Regions from separate parts of the Triticum aestivum genome. Here region 1 is linked to region 2. The links are chromatin contacts, called in public Hi-C maps. All regions are on one chromosome and are shown on one strand. Each heading gives the region's core, a stretch centred on a gene start, on an enhancer-like site or on the middle of the called end of the contact. The rest is flanking DNA. Distances are from core to core; before and after follow the strand shown. Region 1 holds the start of LOC123039229 (putative ubiquitin-like-specific protease 1B). Region 2 holds the start of LOC123045090 (peroxidase 51).

Region 1 (6,786 bases), core at 107-2,606, 250 kb after region 2:
AATAGATAGTTACCGTAGTAGCAAGGTCATTGCGTTTGACATTCTCACCAAGTGAGTCCAATACTTGGATCTCTCGTTTTTTGGCGTTGGCAACTGCTAGATACCAATGGTAGCCCGGCATGTTAATCGGGATGAACAACTGGTGTAAATAAGATACAAGTCACAATCACGATTAGATACAGTTATTAATAAATCATTAAACATATGAACTAAATAAAAACAATCCATTATTATATGCATGGATTACGAGACAAAAGCTAACCATATCTTGTTGTAGATAACTATTAACATGACGCACGATGCGACGATATTTTGATGGGTCTATGTCTCTTTCTCTGTCTTCTTTTATCTGGCCCGATACAAACGTGCTAATAATGTGTACCTTTTCACCCGCCCTGTGTTGTAGATGCTCGTGAGCAAGCATACAATATATGTAAGCATTTATCACCTGCAAACAATATTTAGATTATATTTATAAATTATGGTATTATATATAATCAATTAATTACAAAGATTGTGCAATTGGTCTTACACCGTCATGTAAGAACATGTCATTTTTTATAAGGCATTCCAAATCGTCTTTTGCTAACAAGGCATCTCCAATGTCCACAAATTGGGTTTTCTTAGGGGCAGACTTGATTGTTTCGATGACTGTAATATCTCTAGGGGTATAAACATAGTCTATGAAATTCATAAAAAAGTGAGACAGCTTAGTAAACAATAAAGGCCAAAAGAGTTGAATACAAAAGACAATATCACAAATAATGTTGATAATAATATAAAAAAATACCTTGTGGGATAACATGTAAATTAGCATCCTTTTTTGGTTTATTACGAGATATAACCTCTTCTACGTGATTATGTTGTGAATTTCCGGCCCCTTGCAGCGACATTGCATCTGAACCCTCAATGGATTCTTTCCGTGAATCTCCAGAGTCCATATCCATGTATACTATATTCTGAGAAAACAAAAATATAAAAACACCATTCATTGTATCGTATATATATATAATATATATACAGAGTAAGGTTAGCTATATGCACCTCTTCTCGCGGTGTTTCAGTGCGGTCTGTCATCGTTGCATCAGTGCGTATGTCGGAACCCATCAATTTATATCTATGCTAAAATATATTTAATATTTTTTACTACATCATAAAACTATACATAATATATAATAGAACTGTATCTGAAACTAAAACAACTGTTTTATCTGATAATAATAAAAGCATTTGGTTATATTAGAAACAAATGCCGCTTAAATCATTATACAAACAGAACAATTCGGGGAAAACAAAAATCTATATTGTTCATATAAGTTAGTAGGCGTTTGAAATTGCTTAAACTATTTTAAATTAAATGATAGGCTATGGAAAATTGGCAAACAAAAACAAAAACAAACAACCCAACATTAACAAAGTTTATTTGTTTCAAAGTTTATGATTTTCAAAGTTTGTTCTCAATATTCAAAAAATGTTTGTGCTTGTAAAAAAATGTTCACGCTTCCAAAATTGTTCAATTCTTTTAAAATGGATCTCATTTTCGAATGTACTTAAAAGATTCAAAAACAGTTTGTGGTCCCAATTCTGTTCAATTTCATCAAAATTTTCATTTGTTTAAAAGTTTCTTCTCAAAATTGATAATAATTTTTTTTTGCAAAATTTGTTCACTTTATCATATTTGCTATCTATTTCCAAAAACATCCATGTATTCAAAAGAGAAATAATGTGATGAAGCAGAAAAGAAATAAATATAAATAAAAAAGAAAAATAATTTGGGCCGGCCCAGTTGGGACGAACCCTTTGCGATGTATAAAAATAATTAAAAAAAAGTTCTTGTATGAAAAAAAAAACCTAATTTAAGTGAAAATAAGAAAACCTAATTTAAGTGAAAATATGATATTTCCTACTGGATCATATAATTATATATAATATATAATAAGAATTTATGTGAAAATAAGAAAAAATTTTGTATGAAAAAAAACTAATTTATATTATTATAAATATATGTTGTTTAAATAAATGTCGTACCCCATGAAAATCCAGGAAAAACAACTAACTATAGTATTCTTATATAAGTAAGTAATTATCTGAAAAATATTTAAATTATTAATTTAGTCTATGGAAATATATGCAACAAAATAAAATAAAACATGCAAACAAACATTATTCAACCAAGTATATTTAATAAGTATAAAAATATATATATATGGAACCAAGTCTATGGAAATAAGGTTAGCTATGTTGTGATGCCCTTGGTTTATTTAATAAGTATAAAAAAAAATATTTTTATGAACCATGTATATTATTATACACTTTTATTGATTTTGTGAGGTATGTATAATTTTTATATATATATATGGACATTTGTTTTGGATACACAAAATTACAGAGGGCCACATAAAAGGCTGGGCCAGGCCCAGCCCGTGGCAACGCACAGGCGACGGCCCACCTCCACCACGCGACGGCCCACATCCCCCGGGCGACGGCGCTCCTACCCCGGCCGACGGCCCACCTCCCTCGCCTCCCACAAAACCTATCGCCACCTACCCCTCGCAACCTTATCCCATTCACTCCTCACTCCACTCTCTTCAACTCCCCTTTCCCCTCCGCCGCCGCATCGCGCGCGCGTCCACGAGACGCCGGCCGCGCGCGTCCACGAGCCGCCGGACGCGCTCCTCCGCCCACTGTTGCCGCATCAGGCCCTCACCTATCCTCTCCACCCTCGCCAGTCGCCACATCTAGCCCGCTCACCTCCCCCTGCCGCATCGTCGCACACGTCGCCTAGCCCCCAACGTCCACGACTCCGCCAGCCGACCACCGCAGCAGTCTCCGGTGACCCGTGTGCGGCCGCAGGTGACGCACACATCGAGCAACATCGACCGGGCACGGGTGCTGGATCTGGTCGCCGTTCGGAGAGCATGTACTAATCTCCGGCGAGTTCCTTGCGCAGATCAGAAGAGGGGTGCCTCGATCTGCCACAGCATATGGTCAGGTACGCCTATCCGAACCCTGAGTTGGATTCGTTGACTGTTGGCTGCTTCCGTGGTTTCGTTTTCTGATGGATGCATTTTTGCTTTGCGCCGTAGGCTTCGGCGGGATTGGCAGGCCTGTGGCCAGGGTTGCGCTCTAGAGCCACGATGTCGAGCTTGTCGCCGTCAAAGACCCCTTCATCACCACCGACTACATGGTACCGTTCTCGAATCTCTTAGCTTATGAGATCTACGGGCACGTATGGTAGGGTCGTTTTGGATCCGTGCATGAGACACCCGTTTATATTCACTGGATCCGAAACCTGAGTTGGATTGTTGACTGTTGGCTGCTTCCGTGGGTTTGTTTTCTGATGGATGCATGCACTGGCGGAGCCTTATGGACGCAAAACGGGGTCGTGACCCCCCATTTCAAACTGCACTTGTGTTACTATACGTATATATGAGGTATATGTATTAAGTGTTTTACCCCAGCCATCGGTGGATGACTCCCATTCAATCCAATTAAATTGTGTAGTCCATATATACTCCATAATTCCATCTGTACAAAGCTATAGCTAGCTAGCACAAGCAGCTTGATTAATTGTTCGTACAAACTTAGGTAGCTAGTACAAGCAGCTTGATCCATAAATGTACGAGTAGCTTCCTGCTTGTTACTTGTTGCATCTTCTGCCATCACTAAGATTTACCATCTACTTGCTACTGCATATGCATGGAATACGACGAGTCGGCAACCAACAATTGATGAGCCTGACTGCCAGAGAATGGAAGGAGCAAGATGTGCTTGATTACCATGTAATTTTTTACGATTCACATCTGTTTTCATGCATATTTTGCTTTGACTTAGAACATTGCCCCCCCCCCTTAATTGCTTGTCATGCTCCGCCACTGGATGCATGTTTGCTTTGCCCTGCAGGTTTCGTCCGGATCGGCAGGCTTGTGGCCAGGGTTGCTCTCCAGAGCCCCGATGTCGGGCTGGTCGCCGTCAACGACCCCTTCATGAGCACTGACTACATGGTATTGTTCTCGATTCTCCTAGCTTATGAGATATACGAACACGTATGGCAGGGTCGTTTTGGACTCGTGCATGGGACACCCATTTATATTCACTGGATTATGAGCTTGGATATGTGCCAAACATGAATGGATTTGATCTTCTAGTTACACGCTGATGCTTTGCTACACAATCATAAGCACAATTAAATAGCGATGTACATGAATCTAGTGAATGTCTCTACATGTATGTCTGTATCATCAGTTAGGTAGTTCCAGATTTGAGGAATCTATTTGTTCCACGCAGTGACTATTGTTCCATTGTGGTATTTATAATATATGTACACCTGGTAGTATTCTGTCTTATCTTACTAAATAAGACACATGCAGGCTCCATGCCAGTTAGTACTTAATTAAAGCATAGCGCTGCTAATTGTCTCATATTATAGTTCTGAATTATGTGCTTGTAACTGGCAGACCTACATTTTCAAGTATGACACTGTCAACGGACAGTGGAAGCACCATTGAGTTAAGGTGAAGGACTCCAAGCCCCTTCTCATCGGTGAGAAGGAGGTTGCTATGTTGTTTTCACTGACAAGGACAAGGCTGCAGCTGACATGTAGGTACATTCTTTCACACTTTCCTTTTCATGGTACCTGAATATTTCTTGTATATAATTTACTAAATTAGTTTTCTGTGTCACCACTTTCAGGGTGGTGCCAATAAGGTCATCATTTCTGCTCCCAGCAAGGATGCTCCCATGTTTGTCTGTGGTGTCAATGAGAAGGAATACAAATCTGACATCGACATTGTCTCCAACGCTAGCTGCACCACTAACTACCTTGCTCCTCTTGGTAAGGTGCTTATCATTGAAGTTTTGTGCAGCTCAAACCAACCGCCAATATTGGGAATTGTATACTGATAATTTGTTTCTTTCAGGTTATCAATGACAGGTTTGGCATCGTTGAGGGTTTGATGACAACAGTTCATGCCATGACTGGTAATGCATTACACTGGGTTTTTTCTTCAACATTTTATATTATATATTTGACTATTGTATGCTTATGTGTGGCTGAAATTTAAATTTACAGCAACCCAGAAGACTGTTGAATGTCCTTCCAGCAAGGACTGGATAGGGGGAAGGGCTGCCAGCTTCAACATCATTCCGAGCAGCACTGGTGTCACAAAGGTATATTAAGCTGGCCTTCTATTATATGATCAGTTAACTGATTGAACAATGTAGGTTGATGGATTATCTGATTCTTGTTGCCCGTAGCAACACATCGTAAAGTTAACTTATTGAATTGTCACGGCTTGGATCTTATCGAATGTTTAAATCTACTATAAGAATATACAAGCTGATGCTTCTTGGTTTAATGTTAGTTTTTCTGGCTCAAATATATTTATGAGATTTCATTAAAAACTTAGGCAGTCAACTATGGTCAGAATAGGCTGTTAGCCTATAATATCTGAAAGAAATGTTTGTATTCAGTTGTAGCCCACCTAATTGGACTGCTTTATTAGATCTAAAATCAATTGTATTGCCTATGATAATTTTATAACCTGGCACTATCTACAATGGTGTTCTTTCTTTGCAATTTGATGGTATGCCTCACCAAGCATGATCCTAATCTAATAACTGTTAAACTTTTACAGAATAGATAGATCCAGAAATTTTCATACCTAGAGGACGATGCCTTCTTGGTGCTCCTTGCTTACAGCAGGTACACCTCCGGAATTTGTCCTCCAAGTCTGGGTATTTTGATGCTTTTCTATATGTGATGGGTGAAGGGAAAGTAAGGAGGGGTGTGAGGGATGGCAGAGGAGTTTAACATATATAGGTAGGGCAAAAGGGGAAGGCTGGGAAGCAGATATCTTTCTAGTTCTACCATGTATAATTATGTATGGTGCAGATATATTTCCTTTTTTCATCATACACATACCTCATAATAAATTAGAAAAGATGTCAGAAATCATAACTTACTAAAATATTAATTTGTTGTATTAATTAATTTGTCAGGAATCATAACTTACTATAATTATGCATGCCATATAAAAACGAAATATCTTATATGTATGTTTAAATATTGATTCTATTTTTATTATTGTTCAGTTTGAAAAGGTAAACATGAACTTTCTATTTAACTTATGTGTATTTAATCAGTTCAACGTGTAAAAAGTTAAATTATCAAACAAATAATCTTAAATGTTTTGTTTCTGAAATATGGCAATTAACTGCCATATGATTTTGTTGTATGCACAATCAAAACACAGATGCACCTAATGCATCATCGATCATTTACAAGGGAGCGTGGATCCGAAACCTGAGTTGGATTTTCCTTTTGCTTCTTGGCCTTCTCCTTTGGCTTCTCCTTCTGAATGAGTATCTTTATGTTTCTCTTCGCGGTGGCTCGAGACAAAGCAACATAGAGCTGACCATGTGAGAACACAGGATTGGGTAGGTAGACACCAACAATCGGGATGGTCTGCCCTTGAGCCTTGTTAATGGTCATAGCAAAGCTAAGCCTTATTGGAAATTGCTTCCTCTTAAACTTGAACGGAAACATGTCATTTTTAGATGGGCAGAGAGGGATTCGAGGAAGGAAGACCCTCCTGCCAGCGTGTTGTCCAACTACGATTTCTGCATCAATGGTGTTCCTCTCAAAACCTCTAACAACAAGCCTAGTGCCATTACACAGTCCATTAGCTGGATCAATGTTCCGTAGAAGTATGATAGGGCAGTTCAGCTTTAGCTTGAGAGCATGCGGAGGAAGACCATTAGGAGTCAATCCATTCAAAAACTCCT
Region 2 (6,682 bases), core at 3,163-5,662:
TATTCCTAGGTTTTTAGAATTCTGCAAATCAAATGAGCCCTTAGGGGATACAAAACTGATTTTCCTCCTCTTCTTCTTTTCTCTATAGAAGATATTTCTGAGCCGATTCGTGCGCGCGTGCGTCTGCGGGTGCTTGTTGCAGGTAGCTTGAAAGGACCTCCTAGTCGGTGACGCACTCGGCCGCCATTTCAGTCTTTGAAGCCTGAAGGTACAGGTGGACACTCAGTCCTCACTCTGAACTTTTTACAACATGAAACAAGAATTATTAGCCACTAACTGAGCCGCTTGTAGTGCCAAAGCCACTGATTCAGGCCAGAGATGGACGGACACCTGGATCAACGCATGCCCGCCCCTATCAGATCCGGTGTATTGTTGACGTCGATCGGTCGGCGGCGGCCTTAATGGCCTAACCAAATTCGCGACTGTTTATTGGGGCATCCACTCGATCTCCACCGGAGGCAGCAAAAAACGACATGTCTCTTCAGATTGTGCAAAGGACAAAATCATGAGCAAAAGCTTTTTTAAGTGGATGTCAAACCCGTAGGATTTCATATAAAATTAGTTGTCTTTCTCTGAAAATTTCAGAGTGCGTGTGCGTCTCTAGCTATGGTTGGACCATACGTGTTCGTGGAGAAGAAATATCTGGTTCTGTTTGATGCTCTGATCAAGTGATTATTCTGGGTTTGCTCCTTCTGTATCCAGGGAGACACTGTATCTGCAGAACAGCACGTTGTCCAAATGCGTGCAGTATATTCTATGATTGTTTCTGGGTTTTTTTTTCTGATAATCTATCGGCTTGACTGACAGCAAGCAACCAAAGCGCGTTATGTTGAGTTTTCTTATATCAGGAAAACAATAATACGATAGTCAATTGTACTTCTTTATTTTGGCGAGGCACACGACAAGCCCTAGCACCAAGTTTGTGCAAACAACCTTCTCCTCTCTGTTGACTGAAACTTTCATATCCCAAACTGAACCATTATAAGAACAACCTGTCGATTACCAACTGAACGGGCACCATCACAAACAATTAGGATAAATTTCCCTTGAACAACAATTTTGATATATACTACTCATTCTTTTGTGGACAATAGCAGAGCAATAGCAGCTGAATTCAGTTTTTTTTTTTGAGTGCTAGCTGAATTCAGTTGAACGCTGCACAGTTGTGGCGTATGTTCCCCTGGGACGCATCGGTCTTTACTCCCACGCGGCCCAGCTTTGTTATGGCCGCCACGAAGGCCCGGTCGAACGCGGCACCGCTCCGGGCCCACGCGTCGACGGTGGGCCTAGACCTCGGGTCGGTGAACAGCAGCTGGTCGGAGCTCAGTAGGCCCATTCCACCTTGAAGATTCTTGAAGTACTGGTTGTCGAATGCCCGCGGCGTCACGGTATCCATGGGCACGGCGGTCCGTGGGTCCACGTTGGGTGGGCACCAGGCCTGCAGCTGGGCTGCGAACCGCGGGCTCAGCGTCGGGTCGGCTGTCGGCCGCAGCCGCCCGGCGAAGGTGCTGCAGTGAGCCAGCCCCACCGTGTGCCCTCCTTCATGCACCGCAAGTCAAAAAAGAAAGGATAACATCAGAATTTGGATGTCCCTTTTCCAGGAAAAGAATTTGGATACGTCCGTGTCATGACACCATGTGATAGCTCAACGGTTAAGACTAAATAATGTACCCTACATGAAACCTGGCATGTTCTTTGCTTCTAAGAAGGTGAATGAGAGCTCGTGAAGAAATCTTTAATTGGTTCAAAAATATCTATTGAATTACCAACACGCGACTAAAGAAGTACGTAGTAGACATGTGATCTAAAAAAGTAATACTAGGCATGTGGTTCAAGTGAGTCTAGAAATAATATATGCAAGCTAATAGATTAGGAGAAAAAAGATAGACTTATCATAATCCATCGTCATGCAAATACAACCTTAACTAGTTCTCAATCGACTAATGTTGTCAAAAATAGGAAGTAAAATGAGAAATCGGCAAGTCAGCTCAAAGAGAACTACATCTAACATCACCATCCATCACGGTTTTATGTGGGAGAGGAAGCTAAATGGACCGGGTTATAAAATCCTGACCCTAAAATCTCAAGCTGGGGCCTGACCCGGCCCTAAAAAACAAAAAGTGATGTTTTCTTATTTCAAAAAGAATATCTGAAGAGTAAAGAAATACATTATTATCCTATATTTTTATTCAAATCCTATTTTTAGGTGTTATGTTTTTTTCTCTTCCAGGCGGAGCCTTCGGGCTATAAAGTAGGGCCTAGCCCGATCGTCGTGCCTTCGGTCGGGCCGTCGTGTCGGACCGTTGGCGCACATGCCTAATCCATCCATCACCTCCCCAATGGTACATGCATGTTAATATTGATGCGGTTGTGTGAAAGAATCAAAGGATGGGGGGTGTAGCTGCTGCGTGCTTCTTTCCCCTGAGATGAGCAGGAAAGGCTACACAGGAGCATTGGCTATGGTGTTTTCAAATGGTTGATGACAAGCGATTGCACCTCGAGAAGTTGTATCATAGGCAAGCAATCTAATTTGGTAAGGGTGGGTGCGGCTAGTGGCTGCTCGTCTGTGATTTCTAATCTGTAGGGCAGCGGACACGTGCACTATGGACAGGTTATCCGAGTACGAGTGCAAGTGTTGGAGTTCTCTTCAATGGGGTTTCTCCATGAGAAGAGGCCAAGCAATTGGGAAGGCCATGATCTTAGCAATTTCTCGTCGGAGGGAAGAAGACATGTCTCGCTCCCATATATATGCTAGAAGGTGTTTGTGTACTTCCATCGTGTTGCCACACACCTCCTGACCGACATGGCTCCACCACTCCATGCAACATGTTAACTTGAGGGAGGCTACAATAGAATCAAGTCTTAGCATTAGAAAAAATAGACAAATGTGGTGTGGACCGTATGATCTTCAATGGCTGTCCTAGATTTTCTGAGAGGGTGGATGGATGTGTTTTATATAAAACTGTTATTTAGGGAGGTTGTTGCGGAATCATCCAACTTGTCCCTGACAGCAAATCGTGAAAACATATTCTAGCAATCCTGTAGATGGACAGAGCAATCAATTAAGTTGATGATCCATCGAAGAATATATTTTTTGGTTTTGGAGGGATTGATCCATCAAAGATGTCATTGTAGGACAGGGTCATGGGCCGGCAGCCCGGCACGTAGGTTTGTCTCGTCGCATTCGACGTCTTCTCCATTGATGAGGCTGGACTGGAGTTTGGCGGCTTTGCACACTCCGAACAGGGCAGGTAACGCATGGTATGTCCGATTTGGAATTGGGTGCAACCCTGGTTTACCTAGCTTTCACCGTCATTAGTGTCCCTATCCCAACTTGATTTCAATGTGCAAGCAAAGCAAACGTACACAGAGCCCGTACGTACACGATCAGCAACGCGTAATTTGCCGCCTTATAATATTTGTTTTTTCGAAGTATCATTATACTGGTACTGGACTTAATTACGTACGTACCGGAGAGGGCGATCATGTCGGTCTGAGAGAGCCCGTTGGTGGCGAAGAGCGCCGTGAGCTGATCGAGGCTGGACGTCGGCGGGGCCAGCTTGCCGGGGACGCTGCTCGCCGTCGAGCTCAGCCCGTCCAGCCGCCCCAGCTCCACCGCGTACGACGGCCCGCCAGCCTGCGCCAAACCGTACGTGTCTTGCGTTAGCTAATAAATACTTGTGTGCGTACGTATGAGAATCAGGCGGAAGAGATCGATGCATGAACTTGTTACCAGTGCAATGGCGTCCCTGGTGGCCATGACTAGTATGTCGGCGCAGGAGACCCGGTTCCGGCACCGTGGCACGGCGTCGACGGCCGCCTTGGCCTTGATCACCGTGTCGAAGCCGTCGCCGGCCAGCGACAGGTTGGCAGTGCTGTCCTTCTCCGCCGTGTTGTTGGCCGTGGACGCGATCAGCACCGACGCGTCGCACCCCTACATGCACACAAACGTTGAAGCGTAGCGTATGGCGGCATGGTTCTTCATGCACGTACGTAGGGTGCATGTTTGCCTGTTACCTCGACGAAGCAGTCGTGGAAGAAGAGGTGCACGGTGGCGCCCACGGTGATGAAGGTCTGCTGGAACTTCTTGGCGACGGCGCCCCGGACGATGGCTTCGACGTCGGGGCACACGCCGGCATAATGGTCCCGCCGGAGCTGCGCCGCGCACATGTTGGCGCTCGCGGCCAGTACCGCCACCACCAGGAGCGCCGCCACGGCCGGAGTCATGTGGCCCGCCGTCGTAGCTCGGTAGATAACGCGTGTTCGCCGCCGCCACAAATATATGCGGACGCAGACGTACACGCAGTGGGGCGGCGCCGTGTGTTGGGTTTGTCTTGGTGGAGCGCAAGGCGACGCGACGACGGCAAGTTTGGGTTTGTGGTAGGGGCACCGAAGGATAAGGTCACACAGAGAGGGCCACTAATGAATCGATCGGTGGTGGTCTCTCCATCGACTACGCTTATCGGCGTGCAGTGCAGGCAGCGAGTGTCCGTTGCCTTCGTGACAGTGATCTGAAAACGATGCTACTCTTGAATATTCCGATGCCCACAAAATTAAGCTAGCCTCAAAATCTGCGGTACACAGGGTACTCGAGTGCTTTAGGAAGGTTGCAACACATACTTGTATTTCCATTTCCATCACGGAAAACAGTCGAGTACTCGATCAGCTCTGCTCTGCTCTGGAGTAGTTGGTTTCATCGCTGCGTAGTGCATGCCGTAAGTGGACGGGGTTTTCCAAGCGCGTAATTTCTGATATGAAACAAGGAAGACAAATGAATCTCTGTCTATTTCATTATTGACGATGTTTGTACATTATATATCTCTCAAGGTGTTAGAATAATCCGAAGCGCACGTCGATCTACCGAGGACCAAGTAATCACACGAGTATGGTATTGCGATTTGTTAACGAGGTTGACCATCATGGCTAAATCCTCGGGGCATTAACTACGGATGCTCTTCCCCATGACACCGCTATAATACCGCACCCCGGCCGGCCGGGCGCCTGCACATGCTGCAGCCCGTCAATGGCCTCGCCTGCACGCTGCACCTGACCGCTATTCGATCCGATTATGCATATGCCGCCGCCGCTGTGAACGATCTGCTCCGATTGCTTTTCCTGCGACAGTTTCCACGTCCATCGAGAACTCTTCGAGCCACCACGACCGAGTTATCAGACGTCCTTCGTCGCCCTCCTCTAGAATAATCAAACAGCCTCTTCGCAACCATAGCTCATGATACCACTTGTTAGAATTAATCTGAGGCCATCGTCGATCTACCGAGGACCAAGCAATCACACAAACACGACGCGATGATTTATTAAGGAAAAAAATCGGTTCTGAAAGGTATTGTAGTGTGATGGAACATGGAATCTACTGGTTACTAGCATGTTTGATCTCGTGCATGGAACAATAGAATGAGAAAAATATTCAGGAAGTCACTAGGTGCTACAGGTGTAGATGAAATTGTTTGAGTTGGTTGCACACGTACACAAGAGACTACAGGGACTACTTTTGGGTTCTTTGCTTCGTACGCTAAGGAGATTGCGGCATGGCAGCAGTGGTGTTGTTCGACTAGCAGTTAAACAGGAACCGAGGATAGTGACGTGCGTATAAGGCTTGGAGGAGTCTGGAGTGCGTCGTAACAGGGAACATGCATAATCAGGGCGTCAAAGCAATGCATGGAGATGTGCGGGATAGATACGGCGGGGTGGAGCATGGTAGCAGTCGGATACTTTCGGATGGATCGGACTGGACAGTCTAATGGACTGACGTGGATGTTGGTCAAAGCAGAAGATGGCGGTGATTTCAGTGACGACGATATAGGAGCGTGATGCTGATGGTGGCCAACTTCTGGGGCGTAGAAACACGTGGTGTAGGTCTGAGGGCTTGTGCGGCTTCGACTAGACTGTGGCGCATGGGTTGATTCAAGGTAGTGTACACATGAGTGCTTGAGATCGACGGGGCGTGGGGGTAGCACGGCCAACTACATGGAGTTATGTTGAAGGTGGAGCTGGAGCCTGATGGATGACTACACTCTTTGCTGATGGAGGGGCTACAACGTAAATGCATGGAGAGTCGAAACCTATTTGAGCGGGATAGCGAGAGACACGTGGGTCGGACCGGGTACCGGTGGTCTGATGGAGACGTGATACTCGGCACCGGTCAGTGATGATCAGTGGTTCTCTACAGTGGGGGTTGAGGCAGTGTGGGTTAGCTACCCGGGAGACTTGACCAGGACGGCAGAGGCTCGACGCGGTGATAGCGGCGATGCGTGCGGTAAGCACGGAACACAACGACGGGCCAATGAACTGGTGGTCAGATATCTGGTCAGACAAATTGTGCAGGGGGTGCTGAAGCAGTGTTGATGAGTACTAGATTCAAGTTGGTGACTGGGTCTATCGGTGCCGGTTGATGGACATAAGTTGACTATGGAGAATCTGAGAAAGTGGCGGAAAGTCTTAATGTCGAAAGCTGAGAGAGTACATGACTATATATTCTGTGGTGTTCAGTGCACATGGCAAAGTGCAGATGACAAATACAGAAGGAGGCCGAGTGCTATAGCTATGGGACATGCCAGAGACTATACGGAAGAAGGGTGAGTCAACTACGAATTTGACTCAGGGTGACACAGGGAGACGGTGAAATTCCTTCAAGTTTCAAACAGACAGTCGAGGAGGGCGATGA

Evidence for each region. A called contact is a pair of places that touch in the nucleus more often than the background predicts.
Region 1: a contact with region 2 is called in a Hi-C map of leaf, with 5 times the contacts expected there. The contact joins the promoter of LOC123039229 here to the promoter of LOC123045090 in region 2. A contact is called at or near these places in 2 of 5 Hi-C or Micro-C datasets (both in leaf).

Annotation. Positions count from the first base shown.
Region 1 is chr2B:393,286,416-393,293,201 of IWGSC CS RefSeq v2.1, forward strand. LOC123039229 (putative ubiquitin-like-specific protease 1B) reads right to left here and starts at 1,357. Exons shown (of 8, transcript XM_044462480.1): 1 at 1,045-1,357; 2 at 791-959; 3 at 533-681; 4 at 263-448; 5 at 14-139. The coding sequence starts at 1,107. It also overlaps the pseudogene LOC123039230.
Region 2 is chr2B:393,030,584-393,037,265 of IWGSC CS RefSeq v2.1, forward strand. LOC123045090 (peroxidase 51) reads right to left here and starts at 4,413. Exons shown (of 4, transcript XM_044468021.1): 1 at 4,018-4,413; 2 at 3,734-3,934; 3 at 3,472-3,637; 4 at 864-1,539. The coding sequence starts at 4,227. The coding sequence ends at 1,145.